Regions from separate parts of the Zea mays genome. Here region 1 is linked to region 2. The links are chromatin contacts, called in public Hi-C maps. All regions are on one chromosome and are shown on one strand. Each heading gives the region's core, a stretch centred on a gene start, on an enhancer-like site or on the middle of the called end of the contact. The rest is flanking DNA. Distances are from core to core; before and after follow the strand shown.

Evidence for each region. A called contact is a pair of places that touch in the nucleus more often than the background predicts.
Region 1: a contact with region 2 is called in a Hi-C map of tassel, with 2.9 times the contacts expected there. The contact joins the enhancer-like site here to the promoter of LOC103643177 in region 2. A contact is called at or near these places in 3 of 25 Hi-C or Micro-C datasets (ear, leaf and tassel).

The regions. Positions count from the first base shown.
Region 1 is chr1:206,908,543-206,914,181 of Zm-B73-REFERENCE-NAM-5.0, reverse strand. No RefSeq gene overlaps it. Among protein-coding and RNA genes, the nearest start is that of pht7, 19 kb to the left of the region's middle. Within about 2 kb of position 3,786, at least 15 of the 20 cell types and tissues checked have an H3K27ac peak or open chromatin away from gene starts, as enhancers often do. A contact at or near this core is called in ear, leaf and tassel, where this site is marked.
Region 2 is chr1:206,821,366-206,827,077 of Zm-B73-REFERENCE-NAM-5.0, reverse strand. LOC103643177 (ribonuclease E/G-like protein, chloroplastic) reads left to right here and starts at 2,412. Exons shown (of 14, transcript XM_020546661.3): 1 at 2,412-3,073; 2 at 3,701-3,801. The coding sequence starts at 2,910.

The DNA of each region.
Region 1 (5,639 bases), core at 2,537-5,036, 86 kb before region 2:
ACCTCTTCAGGCTGCTGTTGTGCCAGCCATTCAGGCAGGACCTCTTCTTCCTACAATCGGTCTTTCTTCCTCTCCGCTCCGGCCGTTCACCCTGGTTTTCACGTCGCCGATCATTAGCTCCGTCAGCCCTCAGCCGCCAGTGCCACCACCTTCTGCTGTTACCACTGCTGCTGTGGCGGTGTCTGCGACTTCTTCGGCTTCGGCAGCTCCTGCAACGCAGCCTCCGTCTGAGTCAGTACCAGCTCCAGCTTCTACAGCAGATCCTGGATCCGAGACTGACTCTGACCTACAGCTGGTGTTCTCTCTACTGCCACGACCGCGATCGGATGCGCCCCCGCCACCTCCTCCCTCTTCTGATGTGTAGGTTTGGGTTCCCTTTTGGTGTTTGACGCCAAAGGGGGAGAGATATGAGTTGTGAGAGCTAGGGGGAGTTAGGGAGTTAGTAGAGAGTCATTTTGATGTAATATATGTGATTGTTACTCTCTGTACTAGCTTCACTTTTGTATGATGCTTTTGGCTCACAAACTCTATTATATACTCTCAATGCTTGTGTTGACTGTGTGTGTATTATGTTTTCACCTTATATTTTATCACCAGTCTTCTAGTTCTTGTTCATCGATTTGATTTCACTCTTATATGAACAAGAAACCTACGTTGTGTATGCGCTCATTCTTATTATTATGGTACACACTTTTTCTGTCAAAGATTACTGAGTATAACTAATCATCTTCTCTATTGACAGAAATTTCAAAACAAACTACTGTCACAAATCTTGTAGGGTTGTCATCAATCACCAAAAAGGGGGAGATTGAAAGCATCTAGGCCCCTGGTTGGTTTTAGTGATTAATGACAACGTAATGTTATATGTGACTAACGTGTGTTTTGCAGAGACAAATGGTAAGTTAGGTCGCATTACAGGTAGAAGTACTACAACGGTGAAAACAATCCCGGAGATAAGAACTCGAAGCGACGACTAAAACGACGAAACAAAAAGTGAAGGACTACGTAGTCCGAGTGTCAAGGAGTTGTGGACACTCGTGATTTAGTTAGGTCTTTTATTCTGTTTTAGCCGTACTATAAAGAGGGGTTGTCGATGAGTAGTTTGACCAAGGGAGTTCTAGTGTAGTGTTGGTGCATATTCACACTCACATATAGTGCTAGGTGACACTCTAGAACACACTCACAAGTTAGAACGAAAATCGATTTGAAAAACAGCATAAAACAGAAAATAGGGTTTCTGGCCTTAGGCACCGGACTGTCCGGTGCACCCTCTGCCAGGTGGGGCCAAGCTGGCCAAGGGGAAGAGTTTCCCCACGTAGAAACCCGAGAGCGCCAGGTTCCCGAATGGAATTTTAGTGGCACACCGGACAGTGCATCGGACAGTGCACCGGACTGTCCGGTGTGCCATCTGCCCAACGGCTAACTGTCAGAACTAGCCGTTGGAGTCGATCGTTGCAGCCAACCATTGTGAGATGCAGCCAACCATTGTGAGATGCAACAACCAACAACATCGAGTCTGTCCTACCTTATGTTGTCCACTCCGTCAAGTCTAGCGGAATGCAATCCTCGTTGAAACCATAAAGAGCTTGCAAGAACAACAAGACATGATGCACAGTCTTCAAGCTAATTGCATTGAACAACTAGAATACCTAAGAACATGCATATAACATTTATTTCAGTTTCAGACGTTGTCCAACCTTACAAGAGAGGTGGCTAATATGTGAGAGGAATGGAAGCTAAGGAGTTAGAAGTGACATTGGTGGTGCCTCAGCCATAGTAAGAAGCCCAAGGTCAAAATTATGTTGACACGGCATTCAATGATAAGTTACTCGAAATTAGACATTTTCTCAACGGCATATTGGTTTGATATAACATCATGCTCTGGTCGAGGTCGATGGTGAGATTGGATCCGTTGGAAAGCTTATATTATTATAATCTTTCTAGGTTGTGGTTAAACACGTCAAATGGAGTTAGGATACCTCCTATAAGAAGTTGGAGCGACATGGACTCCTTCTACTGCTTGGTTATAGACTTGGTCCTCCACCTTTTGTTTTCCTCTAATGTGTAAGCTCATTGGAGTACTTTCAGACCTGAGAATAGTAAAAAAACTTGCAATTGGTAGCAGTTGATCCTCATATGTACTGTGGTTCTTACAAAGGAGTGATTTCATTTGTTCATTGATTTGTATCACACGAGCATGTTTTATTGGTCCTTCTAAAACATTTGTTCCCTCATGAACAATAGAAGGCGTAGGAACATTTGAAGGCATTATGGTGCTCATATCACTCTGTATATGTCCAAGCTCTCGTCTCTAGCATGGCCTAGCCAAAGGCCAGGATGGTACCACCGTCAAGAACTTCTCAACTCATTTTTGTGACTAACGTGGTTCAAGTACTTTCTCGTACATTGTATTTAGCCCACCTATAACACCACATATACAACTTTATCTTGACAAATGTTGTTGCTTCGGTGCCGATACACTCCTTTCTAGGTTTTTGACTTGTTGGTTGTCGTCGCCTCAAATTTACCTTGGTAAGAACTTGTAAGAGTTTGTTTGAACAAGTTGAGAGTGAGGGATTGATAACAATCGCATCTAAATAGTTAATAGGAGCATATATATTATTGTGTGTGTTTCTTGTTTTCTTCTATTCATGGCAGGAATCCTCATGAAATCGAAGATGATTTGCATGCATATTATTTTAAGTTTGCTAGAGGTATAACAAGTGATAAGCATTCTACTCATGAGGAATGTAATGTTTTCCTTGATAGAATAAAACTTTCTTGATGAGTGTGTGTCCAACCAACACGGCGTAGGATCTAAGATACTAGCAAGATGTGACGAATCAGTTGCAGCCAACTATTGAGAGATGCTACAACCTGTAGCACCAAGTATGCGTGTCCACTCTATAATGTTATTGGTGACCTATTCAGATAATTTTGTAATGTTCGAAGGCGGTTCAAAGATGTTAGTGCACCAAAGCTTTGGATGTGGAGTAATATGAGTCTACACAAGCGTGCGAGCCGTAAAAGGTCAATCTCATATAAAATTACAAGTATGGCCTCGAACCCTGTTGGGGCGGAGGCCAAACATAACCTTGATCATGGAGTTAAGGCTCTACCTTTCGTTTTCAACTAACCAACACACAGGACCACGAGCGAAGGGACCTTCGACTCTGCAACTAACAACCGACCGTGACGAAGGCACACATTGAGCGTAGGCCTATGCACGATCGGCATTGATGAAGGACTTTGCTACGGCACGACTCAAGAGCCCTCGGTGCCAACCATCTACCCGAGGAGAGTAGAGGGCACCAAAACATGAAGGCCCTGGAGGTGGTAGCGAAGGCTACATAGTGCGACCCATCCATCATCCACCAGGAGACTCCTCCGAAGGCCCACCTATAAGTGTAATTTGTAGGTGTAATGATTGGTGTACATCGCCTGATGAGGGCGCAATATTGTAATTACTCTGTTCGCCGTCACGGTCGTGCGACGACAGTGAGCGAGGCAAGGAGGTGGTGTGGGGTAAACAACGGATGCCGGTCACAAGTGGGGGGTGATGTGCCGTCGCACGATCATGGCGGCGAACTGTGCGGCCATGGCGGTTGCGCCGAGGAGGGGGATGACAGGTGGGCTAGGGCACTGGGCGAGCGCATCTGCGCGGGAACGCGGCACAGCCAGTTACGAGAACGTGGGGGGGAGCTGACCGGTGGGGCTGAGAGTCAATGAGCGTGGGGCGCGAGGCTGTTGGCGAGGAGCGCGGGCACGCAAGTTGAGCCACTGATGGGCAGGCCCGGGCAAGGGGGTGCGGTTCATGGGTTGGCCATGCGCGGGGCAGCGTGGGTCGTCGTGGGGAGCTGGGCCGCAGAGGGGAAAGCCGAGGTGGCTAGATGGGCTGCTCGAGCGCGGGCCCACCTTTTAGTTTTTCCTTTTTTGAAATCTCCTCTCCCATTTCCCTTGGGTTTAAATTCAAACCTACCACAAAATCAAAATAAAATCATCTCAAGCATATGCATCATACAAAGATAAAATCTGAGGTTCAACATGATGCAACAGTTCATAACTTCCCTGAGGTTTCATCTACTGGAAGGGAAATACATCTTCAACTTAAAATAGATGCCCTATTCCTAAAGAGAGAGGGAAGAGAAAAGAGAAAAAGAAAAAGACTAACACTTGAATTTGTGGATGAGAGCAAAGAGATTTTAGACCCCAAAAGTCAGGTTGTTACAATGAGCTATGAAGCTACGATATCTTCGTATGGCGACAACTTAGCAGTGATGGCCAAATCCTTTGTCATGGTTATCAGGAATGTCACATAAACATGGTATTCCTCCCTTCAGTTAGGCACAATGACCTTGTGGTAGAAGTAGAAGGACATGTTAATCACAAGCTTCCAAGGTTTCTAGATGAAGCCAGTCTCTGCTCACGCCCTATTTTAGTGCACCCAGGACCATGATGAATATTTTTAAGCCTTTGTCCAAAGGTTCTTTGGCTTCAGGCCTAGGCCCCTACAGTCCCAAATGAAATAGTCACTGAAGCATTGATCAAGGGCTTCGTTTGAGACCAACCACTCAATATTTTTCTAGAAAACCTCCCTAGTCTTTGGAGAAACTTTTTCAAAAAAATGGATGAATATATCTATAACACCCCAGGTGTTACTGTACATTAACAACAAATATGAGCTTAAGTGTGGGATGTCGATGAGGATAGTAATCTCAATGTCCTAATCATCTTTATCTATCTAGAATCTTTCTAAAGTTTTCGTGAAGTTCAGAACATATTTGTTCCAAAAATTTGCGAGTCACGTGCCTATTTAAAATTAATCGAATAAGGCGGATTAGAAAGGTCACCCAAGTATTTCTCTCTTGTTCGAGCAATCTCTACGAATTCGGTAGAGACACTACTTGGGACAGGTTGTTTAGATAAATCGAACCCAAACTAACCGAAACCAGAACAATGGTTAGCCGATTCCCTTTCCTATTTAAAAAAATCCGAGAAAATAATCTATTAATCGATAACGCTTTAAATTGGCCCGTTTACTCCTTATTTTAAATCCAAATCCTAATATTCAGAACAGATGGGGTTTATCTGTTTAAACTAGATTTGACATAGTTTGAAATATCCAAGCCAATCTCATTGGGTACGGTCCGTGTGTTTCTCGTCTCGATCTAAATCTTCAAATATAAATAATGGGTAAAGATTCATCTGAATTCCAGAGTATTCACTAAATCAAATCTTATCCAATTATTGTTGTCAATCTTATTTTTGTTCGATCTTTGATTACATCTTTTAGACCCTGATTTGGTAACATCAAAATATCTGTTTTTTGCTTTTGAAAAAAAAGAGTAAAAGTGAGAAAAATCTTGGAAAAAAATTCTCTTCGTTATCCCCTGTCGTCGTTCATCTCCCTCAGATTTTTATCTGCCTTGCACTCTTCTGATTTTTTTCCCCACCGTCTCCCTCACGTCTTCTTCTCCACGCGGCAGCATCACTCAGGTTCCCCTCCACTCGCCATCCCCTGCTCGGCCCCCCTGCTCGGTCATGGCAACTGGCTGCCGCGCCCCCTGCTCCCTGTTCCCGGCTCTCTGCTCCTCCCTCTCCAGCTGTGTCTGTCTCCATGCCTAGCCGCGTCGAGCTCC
Region 2 (5,712 bases), core at 1,163-3,662:
ATGTGTTTATGTTGACCTCTTTCCTGCTTGATCTTCTACATAGGGCCTGTTTGTTTTGGCTCCTGGCCGTCATAATCGGCTTCTGGCAGCCAAATGCTTGGCTTCTCAGTTTGCTTATGTGAGAACCGCTTTTGTGAAAAACCACCCAATCCAACGTGAAATGTTTATTGTATTTTCTAGATTTATTCCATGCTATTGACTGGTAAGAAATAAAGTTTGTTCTGTTTTTTCTGCTACTTTGATCTCTTTGCTAAAATTCATGCGGTGATCTGTGTTCCAGGCCAATCAAGAGGCTAGACAGAGCTGTGCAGGTGAGCATGCATTCATTATATTCCCACAGTTGATATTCTTTGTGGTACTACGGGCGTGTTTGGTGTGGTGCCTAAGCCGCCACACCGCGCCACACTTTTAAGCCACAGGTGTGGCGGCCGGGCCGCCACACCTGTGGCTTAAAAGTGTGGCGCGGTGTGGCGGCTTAGGCGCCACACCAAACACGCCCTACATCTATGGCAGATTTAGTCGCTGCTGCCATACACCAGATGCCCAGATCTTCTTCAGGCCCTTTGTCGGCGAGGAGTATAACAAGGTACATCAATCGCTTGGTCTTATCTTCCTGCTCTGCGAAAACAAGCACGCAAACCCAATTTACTATGTTACACCCCTTGGCTTCCGACGAGGTGGCCGAGGAGTGAGGCTGACGGTGGCGCTGGTAGTTCGCAAGGAACCGGATTTGGACGCGCTCTCCCTCGTCACTAGGTAAGAGACCCAGGTAAGGAACATATAAGTGGGTGTTCTGATTAGTGGTTACTTCTACATATAATTGGTTACTTCTACATATAATTTTGCTCCTTCAGTCTATTCACCATTTGATGCAGCCAGGTAATCTCTAATTGTGTATGTACAACATCACAATATGAACATACTTAGTGAGTATGTAGAGAGAATTAGTTTTTTTAAAGCACATTGTTTCTTCTGAATAATGTAAGTACTCGTGAGAACATACCCTTGCACATAATTGTTCTTTACTTTAGTAACCAACGTCCTGAAATTACCACTGTATAACATGTCCATGTATAGAGCTTGAAATCAAGAGGAGTGCAGACGTTCAGATTGCATATATGTTCTTCAGATTGCATTTTTAGAATATTCCATTCACATATTACATATGCATTTTTAGAATTGTCTACAAGATACTATTGCAGATATGTCCACCATGGAAAAGATTAATGATACAATTTTCGGAGCTAAGAATGTTGTGAAGGAACTTATTAAAAAGGCACATGATAAGCATTTGGAAGCTGAGCTAGGTCGCTACATGATGGAGACGCGACATGATGCATAGAATTGTTTCAAAATAGAGTGAACCTCATGTACTGATTGCTTATGTTTTGCTTCCATTATTATGTATATATAGCTTTTGTTTATGTCATTCATAGCATTATTCATTTTTAGGTTGAGTTGTTTTAACCTTAATACAATCTCTTGTTCAGATTCTTATCAAAGCTCGTGATGTTGCTAGGAGCAGTGCTCGGAATAGCTTGTCTGAAAGGAATAATTTGCTATGGGTTACTACGGTCTCAAAGGTAGTTTTTAGCATTTTATAAATAACTATTTGTGTGGGATAACAGAATGTTGAAGGCAAGCACGTACCTTTTGGTTTTATTGATCTGATGTTGGCACATTTCATAAAAGATGACTATGGTCTTGAAAGCCTATGCTCGACAGTAAATTGTGAGATATTTTTGCCACGACCGCGTGATCCGGGAACGATCGTTGCATCTGCAGAACATTCAGAAAGCGTCGTCTCTGTCATTACGTTGTTGCAATACACAGTCATTGCTTGTGCAAACATATATTTTAGTGATGCCAATAAAAATGTAGAATAACAATTAGGGTTTTTATATATTAATGTATTTTATCACATTAATTCCGTAGCAACGCACGAACATATACCTAGTAACTACACATTAACAATACTAATACATAACTAGATATTAACAAGACACCATCACGTAAAAAAAAAATCTGAAACCATAAACCCAAAAACCAAATCTAGACACTAAAATTACTAAATAATATAATTTAACATGGTTTCTCAGTAACAAATCGTGGTACCACTGCTCGGCGGTTTACCGTCACCGTTTAACGAGAAACGACGGATTAATGGGTTTACTAGTAGGTCCATACATTTTCCTTTTTAACAAGCTAAATTAAATTAAATTTAAATATCATGTATATCAGATTACTTATTAGAAAATATAGTTTTTTATCATAATTTTTCTTTATTTTTATAATTTGTTCAAAAAATTTAAATTTAAAGTAATTTTGAAAAAAACCCGGTAGTTAACAGGACGGCGGTTTCGGTCCGGCCGGTAAACCTGCGGTTTCTACCGTTTTTTGTAAAGCCTTCTATATCCGAACATCCATATCGGTAGCCAATATACCCCTCTCCGGCTCATCCACCATTCACAAAATCCACTCCAACGGCAGCCGGCCGCCGCCAGCCCGTCACACCACCACCGGCCAGGCGGAGGCGGCAACCGCGGCACCGCCCAGAAGCCCACCGGCACGGGCCACGCCGCCAGGGGCCACCTCCACAAGTCCACAGCTCCACTCATCGTCTCCTTCAGTCCCGTGTGAACCCGAGCCCGACCACTGGTCCACGTCCATCGCCATCGGACCACCGCCACACGGCCACCGACCCTCGCCTGCCAGCTCCAGCAGTCCAGCTCGTCGCCTCTCGCAGCCTCGCCTACCGACCTGCGTGCCGCTCGTGTCCGACCCGAAATTTCGGGTAAACCCGAACGCCATCCCAGCCATTCACCAGTCCCGAAACAAGAGAACGGAGACGCAGAAGCGGTGGAGCCTCCAGCCCGTGCCGAAGGGGAGAAGCCCTACTATGCGCTCCCATGGCCGCCTGCGTGCTGGGCCTAGCACCTACTCTCGTTAGCATGTGGCCCCTCCGGTGCGCTACCGCTTGCTCCGCCGCTACAGAGGCCTCCACCACGGCCGCTCATGCGTCGCGTCGCGGCGTGGGCGCGGTCAGCTCGGCTCTGTCCGGTCTTCGAGGAAGGTATCGTACATTTCTTGCTATGAAGTGCTCTATTATTTTCTTCCTTTCCCCACAAGTTCCAATAATGCAAACTTTGTTTTCTCTACCTTAAGATTTGAGCTGCTGATCAAACTAGTGGAATTCCTGAGTTTTCCTTTGCCTGTAAGGCATTCAGGAACAACTTGTAGATGTGCCCTCTTTGCTATGGGTCACCGGCACAAACAGTCTGAACTTTGTTTGCTGAGGCCCCTTCATTTTGAGGAATTGGAATCTAGCTAATGAAGTAGGCTATTTTTTTAGAATGTGACAAAACTTTCCAAAGTTTATATATAAGGCTATTTCAAATTCATAAGATGAGAGATGAAAATTGATTCTATAGATTTATATAATACTTTTCTAATGTATAACTTATAGCACACTGTTCTACTTTCTTCTCTATAACATAAATGTACTATATAACTATATCTCTCATACGATTTATGATAATATACAAATGTATTACATATACAATTATATTAACTTAATTTTTTTGTGTCTAAATTATGATTATTAGAATGAAATCTAATTCCAATGAAACAGATGGAGCCTTAGAGAAATTTGGTCTTATTGTTGTTTATATGGTGACAGCCTCTTAATTAATCTTCGTAGGCACTCCTTATCTTCGGCGCAATTCATGGATGGTCTTAGAAGCAATCTTCAAGTGGAAAGGAACCTGACACTTTCCCCAAAGTCACCAATGTCTCGTAGTGGTAATTTCTATTTTTAGTTTGTGCTAAGCAACGATAGATATTTTTTAGAGTAATCAACAATAGATACTCGTCAAGATGGTGTCTTAGAATGCTTAACACAATAGATATTCGTCAAGGTCCATTTGTGCTTAGCAACAATAGATATTCATTTGATGTCTTAGAATGCTGGAGATACTTCTTATGGGTTTTCCCCCACAACAACTGAGGAAATTTTCATTTATTTCTTTTAATATGGAACCATCCATTCCATTAACTCGTGTGATCAGCTAAATCACTGGTAACCAGGCCCCGGATACATTTGGATGCCACATGAGCTAACACCTTAGGAGGTGTTTGTTTGGGATTATAATCTGCCCAGATTATATAATCCAACTTATAAGTTGGATTATATAATCTAATAAGTTGGATTATATAATCTGGGCAGATTATAATCCCAAGCAAACAGACCTTTTCCTAAAATTTTCCACAATTGAGAAAAATCAGCCATCGATCCCCTTTCAAAAGGGGATGCTGCACCCGTCCCCTTTCCCTTTTTTCTGTTCGTTGATCTCGCACTCCTTCATCTTCCCTTTTCTCTGATTAAATTCATGAATTCCAATGTCTGGGCATTCATTTAAAACTTGTTCTCCTTTTCTCTGGCCCTCTAAGTCTGTTTCGTTCTAATCACCAGTGCCAAGGCTCAATCGCTAGATTGATCTGCATATCTGTATATAGTGCAAGACTCTTTAGAATAACCTCAGGCACACACTGCATGAATGTTAGATCAATTGTTACGCCTCCATCTCAAGGTCTTCCACATTCTCTCCACAAATTTGCATTTGAAACTAAGATGTCCTTAGTCCTGGTCCAACCGAGCTCTGTACCTCTTCTTGTGAAGTTGGCACACAAAGACAGATTGTTATGAACTTCCACATACAAGGGCTTGTTCACTTAATCCCCTCCACAAGGGGATTGGAGGGGACGAGGGGGATTTTAACTTGTAGTGGATTTAATGCCTGTAAACTCTCTCCAATCCTCATCAAATCGAACAAGGGCTAAAGCGTTTGTATTTACCTTGAAACTTAATCTGTCATATCCTATTCCACTAGTCTTAAGATTCTGCACCTGAACTGGAACTAGCGTTACCACCGTGCTTCTATTTTGTTGAGAATCACCGCAAAAATACTTTGTAAGAAGACTTAATAACATGCAAACCTCGAGAATCAAAATGCCAAGCCAACACATAGTTGCTCTCAACATGAACTAGTGTTGCTAGTATTATAAAAAAAATCCCAGTGGAAGCGAATTTTAGGCTGAGGTTAAAAAAAGGTCACTCGCTGGTTCCCTGGTCGTGTGCACACGAGATGGACTGACCTATGGAGGGCGGATCCTCATGTAGGGGCTGGGAGGGCTCAAAGCACGAGTAAAGATCCGGCCTATAGGGTGCGGACCCTCATGTTGCACGGGGGATCAACTTTCGTGACCTTTCTCGCCGGGACCAGCCATAGGGAGGGGCTCTTGCCTCCGATATGGCTGTCGCGCCAGTAGCCCCTTGCGCCGGGGAATGGGGTCCCTAGGGAGGATTTGGGGGCCTGGGCTAAAGCACCTACCACCTAGGAATGGGGTCCCTAGGGAGGATTTGGGTGACCACCCAAATTTTGGGGCAAAGTACGGCTCTTGCTAGGCACACGATATGGGTGCTCAAGTAGGGGGCCTGCGGGAGTTGCTCTAATAAATCAAATCAAGTTGAAATGTTGCAAATTTATTTTTTTGTGAGATTACTTTGACTTATGGGCCCCTGTCAAATTTGGCTGGTGCTTTGCTGCTGGCTAGTGAGGCAATGAAGTTGTGGGGCTTGGCAACAGCTAGAGTAATCCTCTACCTATATGTATATGCCCCAACGGTGGATCTTGTTTAGTTTTTTTGTCAGGG